5 separate regions of the Mus musculus genome follow, and all the other regions are linked to region 4. A link is a contact called in public promoter capture Hi-C data. All regions are on one chromosome and are shown on one strand. Each heading gives the region's core, a stretch centred on a gene start, on an enhancer-like site or on the middle of the called end of the contact. The rest is flanking DNA. Distances are from core to core; before and after follow the strand shown.

Region 1 (2,766 bases), core at 59-2,558, 2.3 Mb after region 4:
AACAGAAAGCAGAGCTGATGCTCCACTGTGTCATAGCAGCTGGTGGATTGTGAGACTCGGGATGTCCAGGCAGTGATCTCAAATCTTTTTGCCCCATGTCTCTTTTAATGGCTTTGGTTCTGATAGAGAAGCCATGACTCTGCATAGACACTCCAGTTTTTCTTAAAATGCTTCTCTGGGCACTGAGGAGATGCCCCAGGAAGTAAAGCATTTGCCATTCGAGCATGAGGACCTAAGCTTGATCCCCCAAGCCCATGCAAAAATCAGGGTGTGACCCCAACACTGGGTGTGACAGAAGGATCTCAGAAGCTCCTTGGCCAGCCTACCCAACCTGGTGAGCACCAGGTCTCAGTAGGAGACCCTGTCTCAGAAACAATCAAACGAAAACCAAAAATCTGTAGGTAGCACCCAAGGAAATTTACACCCAAGGTTGACCACGTGCGTATGGTCATGTGCACACACACACACACACACACACGCACACGCACACAAACACAAACACACACATTGCATACAAGCAAATGCTTATCTTTCTCCTTCTTCTTTGTGGTACAGAGCAGAATGAAGCAGAGGGAGAGAAGCTCTTTCCTGCAGAGGAACGTTTGCTTCCAGAATTGAGCTGTTTCTCGGCACACTGGTCTATTTTTGCAGTAGAGCTGGCTGCCCCATGCCAAGGTTTCTCACCGCAAATAGAAGTTCTGGAAGGGCCTGCTAGTTTCCTCCAGCCTTCAGACACCTCTTCACATTTCATCTGGTTTATCCTCCCCATTCCCAAAAGGAAATATTTGGAGTATTTTCTGTTCCAGATAGGAGGCTCTCCCCAGGGCGCCCGGCTGGGCAGGAGCCTCATTTCACCCTCAGCCCTGGCCTCTGGTACAGCTTTCACTATCCGGGGAAGCTAAGCTTAGCTCCAGTGTGCCAGTCTAGATCCTAAACTGTAGTCCCAACCATGAGTAAAATAGAGTCCCAGAACCCCCTCCCGTGCCCCTGGTCCCTTCCAATCCCTGGCCCTTCTAAATGGCTGAGGCCCACCTGTCATTGAAACCAGGAGTTGGAAGTTCTTTACACAAGGATCATAGGCAAGATGACATTCAACTGAGACACTTTACAAAGAGATGCCTGAAGTCTGAATGTTCTAGAAACTATCCCTTATAGTTGAATCAAAACAGATGGAGTAAAAAAACAACAAACCTGTTGGTTCTCTGGTTGACCAGGGGGATTGCCAACCTCACAAAGACGTCAAGGGGCCAAAACTTCCTTTAGTTTGTCAGGGAGAAAGCTAGTTCTGGAGGTACTCAGAGTGAGCTTTAGAAGGTTCCAGAACAACAACAAATGCAGCAATCCGAAAAGTTCTCCCATCGCCTAAGTAACTCGGTGTCTTCCAGACTTCTTGTCAGACAGCGACTGAGTGATGCTGTAAACTGCTGTTAGCTTTCCTTTCTCCTTTTGGGGACGGTAGTAATAATGACAATACAGCTCCTGTCACATCAATGAGGCTCTCAGTGTGAGTGACAAGAGCGTCTTAGAGTTGGACTCCTGTACGTGAAAGACTCATTTTCCACGTGGCCCAGCTTGTTCAAACCTAAGGCACTGTCCATTTCAGAGTGCAGACTCCTGATGTCAACAAGACTTAGACACAGATTTGACCCTGAACAACTGTGGGACTTTCAGGGACTTCCAAGCTCTTGTGGGCACCAGAATCCCCAGGAGGCTGTGTCTGCAGACTGCTGGGCTGCATCCCTGGAGCTGTGAGTCAGTCGACCTGGAGTGGGGCCCAAGAATGTGCCTTTCTGAGTAGTTCTCAGGTGACACTGATGTGTCGGGATCTGGGCCACACCCTAAGAATAAGCAGCTTCAAAGACGCTGGCCCTGCCTCTGCCTCAGTGGTGGAGGTCTTAGTGAATCGTGTTATCATTCTGCTCTGTCCTGCCTTCTCCACGATTGTCCTTAACATCTTTAACTGATTTGAGGCGTGGGGTGCTGTGGGAATTGTGGAGAAATGTGTGTATGCTTGTATGAGTGTGGAAGCCAGAGATCGCTGTCAGGTGTCTTCATCAAGCGTCTCTTGCTGAACTCGACTCACCAATTGCCTAGACTTACAAGCCGGCCAGCGAGGATTGCCTGGGTCTACTTCCTCGGCTCTTGGATTACCGGCTTCTCTGTGGATGCTGGGGATTGAACTCGGATCCTATTGCTTGTGTGGCAAGTACTTTACATCTGAGCCATTTCCCCAGCCCCTTGTTTATTTGTTTTTGACACAGAGTCCCACCATATAACCCAGGGTGCTGCTGATCCTCCTGCCTCCTCCCTCCAATGCAGAGATAACAAGCGTGTGCTGACACATTTGGCTGACTTTAATTATATATGCTTATCAGAACAGTGTGATGAGTTTTTCTACGAATGTATACAGTGTTGGCCTTCATCAGAGTTGGGTAGGGAGCATAAGCATTCATCATTTCCTTGTGTTAGGAGCCTTTGAACTCACTTCTAGCCTGGGCTACATAACAAGACCCTTCTCAATATATAAATACAAAACCTGTTAGGTCCTAAAGAAACTCAGGACAAATGGCTAACCATGGTGCCTAATTAATATGCTGACGTGCATGGTGGCTGCAGGCTCACTCAGTACCTGCGGTTCCTCTCTGCCTCTCTCACCTCATTCCCTACTCTAAACCTATCCAGCTCAGGGGCTTCGCTTCCCCTGTGTCTAAGTTAGGGTTTTACTGCTGTGAACAGACACCATGACCAAGACAATTCTTATAAAGG
Region 2 (2,700 bases), core at 6-2,505, 2.3 Mb after region 4:
AAATGACTCCCCCCACAAAGCTGGATGTAGTAGTATACACACAGAATTCCAGCATTTGAGAGGTGGAGACCAGTGTATGAAGAGGTCAGGGCCAGCCTTCGCTGTGTAATGAGTTTGAGGCCAGCTTAGGTTTTATTTGACTATGACATAACCCAAAAAATTAAAAATGGAACAGAGAGAGAAAAAGGAGGCTGGGTGGGGAGCTGTCTTGTTGAGCTCGCCAGACCCAGGTGAAACACCCAACAAATATCAGCTGCTCTGAGCCTGCCTGCTTGCAAACTGGGCAGCGCAGAGGGCACTGGAGTCTGGTCCAAGGTTACACAGGCTGAGGGAGGTTGCCATGCCAGTCAAGTCCCCAACCAGAGGGATTAGCACTGTGGAGAACAGAAACTGAGGCCACTGTGGAGTCTGTGGCCCCAGGCACCGTGAGTAAGTGGCTATAGGCAAACCAGCACAGGGAAATGTGTCTTCCCTCAGAGGTAAATTAGGGATGGCATTTGCCTTTCAAAATCGTTCAGGCCAGTCTGGGCAGAGGGCGACTGCCTAAGTTTCTCCTGGATGTGCTGGCTCTCCCCTCCTCTTCCTAAGCAGAGTGTGCAGCCAGGCATGCGGTCGCACACGGCAGCAGCTCTAGGCCTCCAGTACTTGGGGAGGTGAGGACTATCATGAGTTCCAGGCCAGCCTGGGCTACATAAAGCCAGGCACGGTATGCTCCACACCCGTAATCCCAGAACTGAGGACATAGAGGCAGGAGGATCGGGAGTTCGAGGTCATCCTCAGTACATAATTCAGTGACTTAGAGGCCAGCATGTAATACGTGAAACCTAGTCTTAAAAAATAAAATAAACAAGAGAGGAGGGCTTGCTGGACCATAGATGATTCTGATTTGGATGAGCTACTGCTGCGTCTGTTAGGGCTGCTATGCCAACAATCGTTATAGCTGTTTATATTTGCACAGGGCATTTTCTTGCCAGTCTTTGACTTGTTTTTGATAACAGCCATTTGGGCAAATATCAGTGAAATCCCACTATGGTTTGATTTCAGATTTCCCTGATAAGTGGCACGGGGCAGCTTTTCATGAACCTGGTCACGTGTGGGTTTTTTGGAGAAATGTTTATTCAGATTCTTTGCTGCCATTGTTACTGTTGTTAGCTATTGTACTGTAGGAGTTTTTCATATGTGTGTAATATTACCCTTTGTGGTAGTTACCTTTAACCTCCAACTTAACCCAGCCTAGAGGCATCCAATGAGGGAGGCTCAGCTGAGGGACTGCTCAGGTTAGATTGACCTATAGCACGACTTGGGATCGTGTTCACTGTCAGTTGGTATAGGAGAGTCCATCCCACTATGGCTAGCAGGACTCCCATTCCAGGTGGTCCTAGGCTGTATAAGAAAGCTAACCAACCATGATTGACCAAGCAAGGCAGCAAGCAGTATTCTTCCATGGGTTTTGCCTCAAGTTCCTGCTCTGACTGCCTTCAGTGACACACTGTGACCTGAAGTATAAGCCCAATAAAGCCTTTCCTTCCCAGGTTGCTTTGGTTCGAGCCCTTTATCACAGCAACAGAGAGGAAACGGAAACAGCCTCGTATTAGACATGTTGTTCAGGATCATTTCCTCCCACTCTGGAGGATATATTTTTTTTCAATGTTCATAATTTCCTTTATTGTGCTGTCTTTGTAAATAAAGTTTTATTGGGACACGCCTGTTTACCTCTGCATGCCCAAAGTTGCTTCTGACCTACATCAGCCACTTTACTGGCACACACATGGCACAAACCGTCCATCTCTGTGCTACACAGAAGCTTGCCAGCTCTTGCCATCAATCACCCTCAGGGGCAGCAGGGAATGAAGGTCAGGCAGCACAGTTGGCCAAAGCAACAGAATAAAGATGATGCTAAGCCAGATGCAGAGGCTCATATGTAGGATCCTGATGCTCGGCAGGTTCAAGATCAAGAGTTTCAGGCCAGCCTGGCTAGGGAGTGGGAGCTCTATTTCAGGACACTGTGAGCTGGGGTACAGCTCAGTGGTAGAACACTTCCCAAACATGTGAGGCTTTGGGTTCATCCCCAGTACCACAAAACAAAAATTACAGTGGGTAGAGGAGGGAGAAGAAGAGGGAGAGTAAGGGTGGGGATCTGTCCAAGAATTAAGGGGACCTCCATAGCACCAGGCCCTTAACATGGCACACAGCTGACTGGGTCAGGACAGGAGGGCCAGTGTCAGCGCTGGGCTTTCTACACATCTGAACCTGGGCTGCATTCACTTCTAGTCATGAACTTTCTATAAAAGCATGCACACCACAGCAGCTGGGGCAGACACAGACACACAACTGATACTACAAGTCTGTCCCCCAGTCCTGCTTCCTTTCACAGTGACTGTAAGCTACATCTTGCCCACAGGAAGAGGAGGCAACAGAGTTACTGCACCCATGAGAAGATGCAAAGTAACTCCCAAAGCCACAATGCATGGAAGCTTCTAGAAAAGGCCTCCCTGGTCAAGAAACAGGGCAGCCACTAAGCCAAAAGCCATGGTCCAGCATCCTCTTCATTTGCTGCCAGTCCTTAGACATGGTGCTCTCTCAGCTGGAGTCTAAAGGTTGGGTGTAGACAGGAGCTAAGACTGGCTCAAAGACAGACTTGCCATTGTGTTTCCATCCTCGGGTATCACTCTTTCATATGATGTCTATATGCTTAACACC
Region 3 (2,700 bases), core at 117-2,616, 2.6 Mb after region 4:
GAAAAATGTCAAGCCTAAAGAACACAGGAAAGAACTGAATAATGAACACCTATACTTATTTCATCTATATTCTATAATTATGAACATTTGCCATATTGTTTTCTCTAATTATCTTTATACTTTATTAACTTTTTATTCTTTGACAATTTTATACATAGATTTCTTGATTATATCCACTTCCAACTTCCTGGACACACCTTCAGGTCTTTTTATTTTCATCCATTCATTTTGACACAGGGTCTCACAGTATAGTCCTGGTTGGCCTGGAATTCTCAAGTTAGGACAGGCTGACTTCCAACTCAGAGATCTGCTTGCTTCTGCTTGTTGAGTGCTAGGACTAAAGTCCTGCACTATCATGTCTGACCTTTTTAAAAACATTTTAATAGGGGCTGGTGAGATGGCTCAGCGGTTAAGAGCACTGACTGCTTTTCCAAAGGTCCTGAGTTCAAATCCCAGCAACCACATGGTGGCTCACAAACCATATGTAACAAGATCTGACACCCTCTTCTGGAATGTCGGAAGACAGCAACAGTGTATATAATAAATAAATAAATCTTTTAAAAAAAACACTTTAATAACCCTCTGATTCCAATTTGTATTGCTTGAATGCTCAGGCCAAGTAGGGACAACCTATCATTCTTTATTCCTTTATAATTTTCTATCTATACGTTTGAAAATGCTTAAGAGTAGTTTTCTCCAAGTATAGTGGCGTGTGCCTATAGGCCTAAGTAAATGTGGCCTGAACTACAGGCCTAAATCTATTTAAAATGTACCAAATGTTTTAAAATCCATCAAACACACACATAAAGGTCAACCTTTTTCTCCTTTCATCCTACCCTCTCCCTCCCAGCCTCTACAATACATGGTTGGTTGGCGGGGGTGGGGGGGGTGGGGGGGTGGGGGGGTGGGGTGGGGGGGGGGACGGACGGACGGACACGCGATGGGGTCTATTAGGTCCTTGGGCAAGTTTATCAACAGTCACCAGAGAAGATGGGAGTACAGACCTAACAACACTAGATGCTAACTGCACCTGAGGCCAAGAAGATTCTCGCCCCAGGTACCGCTAGTTTCATTGTCATAAATTCTACTTCTTTTTTTTTTTTTTTTCCATTTTTTATTAGGTATTTAGCTCATTTACATTTCCAATGCTATACCAAAAGTCCCCCATACCCACCCACCCCCACTCCCCTACCCATAAATTCTACTTCTTGATACACCTAAGGATCCCAGACTGAGAAAAGCTGCCCGGGCTAGCACTGGGCGCAAACGCAGAAGGTTCAGCAGGTCGTCGTGCGCACGCGCAGCTCCCTTGGCCCGCTCCAGTTTCCTGGTGTGGAGCAGAATGCCGCTTCCCGCCCCGCCCCTTGCGTTGCCATGGAGAGTGTCTAAAGCCCGCCTGTGGCAGCGCCCTGGGCCTGGTGTCCTCTGGCGGGGTTTGCGTGGAAGATGTTGAGCCTCTCGGAGCTTCCGCAAAAGAACACAGACTTGGCGGAGATGCAGTCCGGGCCCTTGGGTCGCTGCAGTCACTTTTTTTGGCTGGGCGTCGCCTTCGACGCGGTGGGTGTGGCAGTGCTGTTCACTGGCGTCTTCGCCAACTTGCTGTTCTACGACATGCTGCTCTATTTGGGTTCCATCATCATCTTCGTCAGTCTCCTGTGGTGGATCTCCTGGTACACCGGCAACATAGAGGCGCTCCCGGAAGACCCCTTGAGGGGGACTTCGCCCCGCGAGAGCGGGGTGCACCGTAGCGGCAGCCGTCGCTTCTCGCTGACCCTTAGGAGCGTCTCCGACACCTTTCAGCGGATTCGCCGGCGACGGCGGCGGCGACTCCACCCGCGGGTCGTCCAGCGGATCAGTAGCATCAGCTCTACGGACCCGGGGCAGCTAGAAAGGAACTGCGACGCCAGAACCTCGGGTGGCAGAGCGTTGTTCCGTTCAGCGAAGCCTGAGGCTGTTCTGAATCAGTTTAGCAGAGTCCAGACCTCTAAGAGCCTGCCTCTGGGCATTGTCCACACCGGTCTTTCCATTTGTACTTCTAGGAGTCAACCTGTCTTTTCAGTGACTTCGCAGACCTACCCTTTGGCGTCTGACAGCAATTCTCAGATGGCAATGTCCTCTGACAGCCATGTGTATTTGGACTCTCACTCTCAGGAGCACTCTAAAATCAGTGTGGCCTCTCAGATCTACCCTCTGGAACGAGAAGAAAGTCAGAGCCACCTCTTGGTGATCCCTGACAGTTTATCTATGGTACCCGTGACCTCTCAAAGCCAAATCCTGCCCTCTGTATCTTCTGAAAGCTGTGTGCCTTTGGGCCCTCACTCTCAGGGGCGCTCTAAGATCAGTGTGGCCACTCAGATCTACCCTCTGGAACGAGAAGAAAGCCAGAGCCACTTCTTGGTGATCCCTGACAGTTTATCTATGGTACCTGTGACCTCTCAGAGCCAAATCCTGCCCTCTGTATCTTCTGAAAGCTGTGTGCCTTTGGGCCCTCACTCTCAGGGGCGCTCTAAGATCAGTGTGGCCTCTAAGATCTACCCTCTGGAACGAGAAGAAAGCCAGAGCCATCTCTTGGTGATCCCTGACAGTTTATCTATGGTACCTGTGACCTCTCAGAGCCAAATCCTGCCCTCTGTATCTTCTGAAAGCTGTGTGCCTTTGGGCCCTCACTCTCAGGGGCGCTCTAAGATCAGTGTGGCCACT
Region 4 (2,700 bases), core at 97-2,596:
CCTCCCCCAGTCCAGTAGAGCATTGTCCAATCGAAATACGATACCGGCGGTACGTGCCATTTTAAATTACGAAGTGGCCATACTAAAATAGTAAAAAGAAACTGGACAGATTGTTTTAATTCTAACGTAGCCACAACAGGTATCACCTCAAGTATATAACACACTGCTTGCTAAACACTGGCTGATTTAAGCATAGGAGTTTACCAAGGAGATCTTTTTCGTTCTTTTTCTTCCTCCCAAACGAAATCTTTCAAATCAGACTTTAAAACTGAAACCGGAGTGGGGCGGTGGTGGCACGGCTTTTAAATCACAGCATTCGGGAGGTAGGGGAAAGCAGATCTCTAAGCTCAAGTCCAGCCTGGTCTACAAAGTAAGTTCCAGGGCAGCCAAGGCTAAACAGAGAAATTCTGTCTCGAAACAAACATACAAACAAACAAACAAATTGAAACCAAAAGTGAATCTCAATTCTTGCCACATTCCAGTGCTCGACCACCCCACTTTACCAGTGGCCACATTACCATCGGACAGCGCAGGTCTACACCAGACCCTCTTGGTCTTAAATACCTAACACTATGACCCTCTTTGATCCCTTAACATCTGGGGACCCAAAAAACGCCCAACCCCGGAATAAATTCACCCAGTCAGAGCGCAGGCACCACCCCTTGGGCCCAGCTAGGACCTTCCAACCTGACCACACCCCTGCGCTGACTACCCCTAACCGGAAATTCCCGCTAATGGGAACTGACAGGTCTCCATTCTTTAAGGGTGGGGAAAGGAAAACCGAGAACCCTCGTACAGTCTCCGAACCCCGGCCGAACACCGGAAGCCAGTCGCCACCCATACGCGGGGTGGGCCGCGCATAACACCCGCAAGGGGCGAACCCGACACCGGCGAGCGCGCACTCAGCTGGCGTCGCGAGCGTCCCCAAACCGAGACACTTACTAACACGGACGCCCCGCGATCACCCAGCACCCAGGAATAACGAAATGCTAAACCACCAAAAGCTAGTGCGTGGATGTCGGCCAGGCAGTCCAGGTGGCAGGGGCCGCCGCGCGTGCCCGGATTACGACTCCCGAGGAGCCCGTGCAGCCGGTTCGGGGGTCCGCGCCCCTCCCCCGCCTGAAGTCCGTTAACGGCCGCGCGTGCTCACGAAGCGACGCGGCGCACGCACGCGATTGGAAGAGCGCGACCCTGCCCGCGACGCCCGCGCGTCCCCTTCCCTCACCTGCGGGGCGGCACCCAGGAGCCGAGGGGCGCGGAGTGCGGAGGCGACAGCGGGATGTGCGTTCACCGGCTCAAGAGCTCTCACAGTCTCGCAGCTTCCCTGGGCGACCCACCGCAGCTGCCAGCCCGCGACGCTCGGGGCGGCGCCCTCTGGCGGCGGGAGGCCTCGCGCGCCGCCCCGCAAACGCTACCATTGGCTGCGTTGCCAGTGTCAGCCCGGGGTTGGAGGCGCCACGTCGGGGCCTCGGGGCTGCGGAAGCGGCGGCGATAGGCGGAACCCTGGGCGGCCACACGGAAGGGGGTGAGAGACCGCAAGCTCTTGAGCCCAGCATCATCGCCCTCTCCCACACCGCTTGGATACCAAAGTAGGACTGGAAGGAGACCTAGATTCATCTGGGCACCAGGGTGTCACTTCCTTCGGAATCTGTTCTCTGCAGTAACTTATCCTGAGCGTCCTGCTTTGCATTCCGATACTGTTACCGTCACCCTGAAAACAGCCATACAGTCGTGTCCTTTCAAATGAATGACAGGCATAGGGACCCGCGTTGAACAGGGAGGTGACCTAAACTCATTCGGACGCCGGAGCGTCACTTCGGAACTTGTCCTCAATTCCCTATCCTACTCGCAGTCACTGTTTTTATCATCTTGAAAACAAAATGCGGTATTTTTGCAAATGAATGTAGGGACGGATCTCAGAGCCAACACAAGCTCTTGTTCTCCCTGGCCTTCATCTCAACTTATATGTCGCTGTATTCACCGGTGTTTCAGTGGTCAGGTGTACATTACCCCAGACAGAACAATGTAAGGCTGAGTCCCTGCGACTGGAGATGTGAAAAGTGCTCCAAGTCAGGGCAGTAGAAGGGAGAGTGCTTCCAGGCAGTGGGAAAGATCCTGAGCCTAAGTTGCTGAGGGACAGGGAAGACAAAGTGTGTGTGTAGAAAGCTCAAAGAGGATGAGCCACTGCATGAAATTTGGAATTCAGTGTCTGAGATGGAAATTACAAGGTCTAATTTGCAGTTTTAGAAAGTTTCTTCATGCCGTTGGGCGGATATATAGAAAGGACAAGCAGAAAAGTGAAAGGGGTTGAGGATGTAACTTAGTTGTCAAAGTGCTTGCCTAGCCTTGAGTTTGATTTCCAGCACCAAATAAACTGGATATGGTGGGGTACCCTTGTCATAGCAGTACATGGGGGTGGGGGGGGGGGGATAGGAGTTCCAGGTCTTCTTTGGCTATGAAGCAAGAAATACCCAGGTCCAGGACCACTGGGGACAGAGGGAAAAGTTTACATTAGAAGGAAGACACTGAGATGCACTCTGTCTGGACCCAGAGTGCTACTGTAAGCTCAGGAAGTCGTCAGTACTGGGCCAGTACAAAGTGAAACTTGATGAGAATGTATGGACTTCCTGTTGTTCCTGTACCAATGGCCTACATTTTTGTTGCCTTGAAACAACATAAACTTAAGAGTTCTAAAGGACC
Region 5 (2,700 bases), core at 52-2,551, 2.2 Mb after region 4:
GGAAGATGATTCAACACATAAGAACACGTTCTGCTCTTGCTGAGGGCTAGAATTTGGTTCTTACCACCCATTTTGGATTCACAAATACCTGTAATGCTAGCTCGGGATCAGACACCCTCTGCTGGCCTCCATGGGTTCCTACACACAGGAGCACGTTCACACACTTGTATACATAAGTACAAATTAATGTTTAAGAATAAATTAAATAACTAATTGGTACTTATTAAGCTGTTTACCTAATTGTCCAAAGTTCAGATAACTCAGAACAAGAATTGAGAGCAGTGGCTGACCTGCCTCACCTTTAGGAAGGAGGGCAAAGGAGGTGACTTCAGCCTTGCGTTATTGATAAGGTGTACTGTGTCTGTTTTGTAACTTTCTAGACTGTATTGACAAACTGAAATACCATCCAACTATAATGACTTTTTAAAATTAAATTTAAAAAGAATTAGAGCATGCTCTCTCTGCCTCTAAGATGTAAGAGAGGATGACAGAATAGTCACTAATATAGTTCAATGGCAGCAAATACTTACTAACACCATCAATTCTTCTGCACAGAGATTTCCTTCCCAATAAAAGAAGAGCCTTCTCCAATTTCCAAGATGAAACCAGTGACAGCCAGCATCACCACAATGCCAGTCAATACCGTGGTCTCTCGACCACCGCCCCAGGTCCAAATAGCACCACCTGTATCCTTAGAACCTGTGAACAGTTTATCTGCCAGCTTAGAGAACCAGCTAGAAGCCTTCTTGGATGGCACTTTGCCCTCGGCCACTGACACTGGCCCACTGCAGAACAGCAGTGAAGATAGAGAGTCTTTCTCTCTGATCGAGGATCTGCAGAACGACTTGCTGAGTCATTCCAGCATGCTGTACCAGTCTCACTCTCCCATGGAGACCTCTGAGGCCCAGTTGGTGTCAGGGACCCCCTGTCTATCTCTTGACCTGTCAGACTCCAACCTGGACAACATGGAGTGGCTAGACATTACCATGCCCACCACATCCTCCGGGCTCACTCCACTGAGTACCACTGCGCCAAGCATGTTCTCTGCTGATTTTCTGGACCCACAGGACCTGCCGCTGCCATGGGACTAAGGTCACAGGTCTCTTGTTTCAGAGCTCGTGAGATTTGGAAACATGGAAACAAACCTGAGAGGCCAGTGTTTATAGCTGGAGCCATAGCTGCACTGTCGAAGTCAAAATACATTGTCACAGACAAAAAGGAAGGCCACAGCCTGGAAGCCAAGTGTGAGAGACTCCACAGAGACAGTTGTATGCAGAGCCCTTGTGAAATGCCTTAGCTAAAGCCAAAGGTCAGGAAATGGCACTAGGCTCTGGTCATCAGCCACCTTTTATCCTCTGTGGTCACCTCGTGGCCCTAATAAGAGGCAAGCAGCTCAACTTGAAACACCAGGCCACCCACAAGGGAGGGAGGGGAAGAGCCACTGCACATGTGCTCCTTAGAGTGGCCTACGGCAGATCAATAGCAAGGTCAGAGGCACCTGAGCACTCTGGGCAGCCAGCAGCAGCTTCCAGCCAGAGGCTTTGAGTCCCACTTTGAAATCTGCGTGATTGTGTGATGTCATAGGTCATTTTGTGAATTTGGGAATCAAAATGATGAACAACCTTTTACCATCAACACATGTCTACAAGATACTGTCACACAAGAGCCCAGTGTATTGAGTCCAGATACATTGATAGTGCTGCAGCTTCCCCAGTGGCCTTGGGTGAATGAGGTTGATTCTCCTGTGATGTTAGACATTGGAATGTGCTTTGACCTTGTGACCTCTACAGTCTTTGGTAGAGTAAAAAGATGGCGTCGACTGGTCCTACTTGTAATAAGTCAGATATCTCTAGAGTACTGAGCCACACAGTGTCTCCATCTTTGAAGACTTGCCGACAGACTCTCTCAGGTGACCATGCCCATCTCAAAGAACCAAAAAAAGGCTTCAGCATGAAATTCCTTCTCAACCTAATGAGTTAATGGAAGGTGTGGGCCTTGAGCACAGGTTAGACCAACCCCCTGTCACCAGCTCCCTGGTTCTCATTGCATAGGCTTGTAACTGCCTGCTCTCAAGTCTAAACCTAAAAACTGGAGGTTTTATTCCTCTTTTTCCCCTTGATCCGTAACAGAAAAGTTATGTTTATCAAGTGATTTAAGAATTGTTTAAGATGCCAACTGCCACAGATTTTCCACAACTCTTGATCTAGTGATTTAGTTATTGACAAATTGTAAATAACTGACCAGAGTATGGAATTTTTATTCAGTGACAGCCCTTATCCTATCCCCTTCCCATCCCCTTTAACCTGAGCCAGGTGGGCTTCCTACATCAATCCACATGTCTCTTCCACAGCACATCCAGGCAGTATCCTGACCCATCATCTAGAGAGAACCTTAATCATTTCTGAGGAGGTTTTACCCCAGTGATCAAAATGGTCCCTTTTCCTGGCTTTAACCTCTGGCAAACAGCGCTCTCTCAACTGAAGCTTGGCATTCTGGTGGGCAGGGCCCACTGAGCTCAGGTAATCCTCTTGTTTAGAATCTGGTAGGTCAGTATTGGGAGGCACCAACACTAGGGTAGCTGGATCCTGTCATCTGACCAGGCCTCCTGAGGTTGGCTCTGCTGCAACTGAGGACCTGGGAAGGCGTGCTCCCCGTGGCAATGCCAGCTCTAGGTTTGGGTGGAGAGCTTTAGTCCTTTCT

The links. Promoter capture Hi-C pulls out the DNA fragments that hold promoters and counts their contacts.
Region 1: a contact with region 4 is called in a promoter capture Hi-C map of 3T3-L1-derived adipocytes, with 7 times the contacts expected there. The contact joins the promoter of 2310015D24Rik here to the promoter of Zc3h7a in region 4. A contact is called at or near these places in 7 of 39 promoter capture datasets (the 3T3-L1 cell line, 3T3-L1-derived adipocytes, embryonic stem cells and 2 more).
Region 2: a promoter capture Hi-C map of 3T3-L1-derived adipocytes shows a contact between it and region 4, with 3 times the contacts expected there. The contact joins the enhancer-like site here to the promoter of Zc3h7a in region 4. A contact is called at or near these places in 4 of 39 promoter capture datasets (the 3T3-L1 cell line, 3T3-L1-derived adipocytes, hippocampal neurons and 1 more).
Region 3: a promoter capture Hi-C map of liver shows a contact between it and region 4, with 5 times the contacts expected there. The contact joins the promoter of A930007A09Rik here to the promoter of Zc3h7a in region 4. A contact is called at or near these places in 7 of 39 promoter capture datasets (3T3-L1-derived adipocytes, cranial neural crest, hematopoietic stem and progenitor cells and 3 more) and 1 of 9 other capture datasets (liver).
Region 5: a promoter capture Hi-C map of liver shows a contact between it and region 4, with 2.3 times the contacts expected there. The contact joins the enhancer-like site here to the promoter of Zc3h7a in region 4. A contact is called at or near these places in 7 of 39 promoter capture datasets (the 3T3-L1 cell line, cranial neural crest, hippocampal neurons and 3 more) and 1 of 9 other capture datasets (adipose tissue).

The regions. Positions count from the first base shown.
Region 1 is chr16:13,519,799-13,522,564 of GRCm38.p6, forward strand. It overlaps 2310015D24Rik (RIKEN cDNA 2310015D24 gene), which reads right to left and starts at 1,309. Exons shown (of 4, transcript NR_160674.1): 1 at 1,192-1,309.
Region 2 is chr16:13,478,601-13,481,300 of GRCm38.p6, forward strand. No RefSeq gene overlaps it. Among named protein-coding and RNA genes, the nearest start is that of Mir6365, 8.8 kb to the left of the region's middle. Within about 2 kb of position 1,256, at least 4 of the 459 cell types and tissues checked have an H3K27ac peak or open chromatin away from gene starts, as enhancers often do. A contact at or near this core is called in 3T3-L1-derived adipocytes, where this site is marked.
Region 3 is chr16:13,753,198-13,755,897 of GRCm38.p6, forward strand. It overlaps A930007A09Rik (RIKEN cDNA A930007A09 gene), which reads left to right and starts at 1,367. Exons shown (of 1, transcript NM_001357954.1): 1 at 1,367-2,700. The coding sequence starts at 1,447.
Region 4 is chr16:11,174,995-11,177,694 of GRCm38.p6, forward strand. Zc3h7a (zinc finger CCCH type containing 7 A) reads right to left here and starts at 1,347. Exons shown (of 23, transcript NM_145931.3): 1 at 1,226-1,347.
Region 5 is chr16:13,411,605-13,414,304 of GRCm38.p6, forward strand. It overlaps Mrtfb (myocardin related transcription factor B), which reads left to right. Exons shown (of 17, transcript NM_001122667.2): 17 at 556-2,700. The coding sequence ends at 1,091. The region is part of intron 1 of Gm15738 (a long non-coding RNA gene); the gene reads right to left. Among named protein-coding and RNA genes, the nearest start is that of Gm15738, 9.5 kb to the right of the region's middle. Within about 2 kb of position 1,302, at least 4 of the 459 cell types and tissues checked have an H3K27ac peak or open chromatin away from gene starts, as enhancers often do. A contact at or near this core is called in liver, where this site is marked.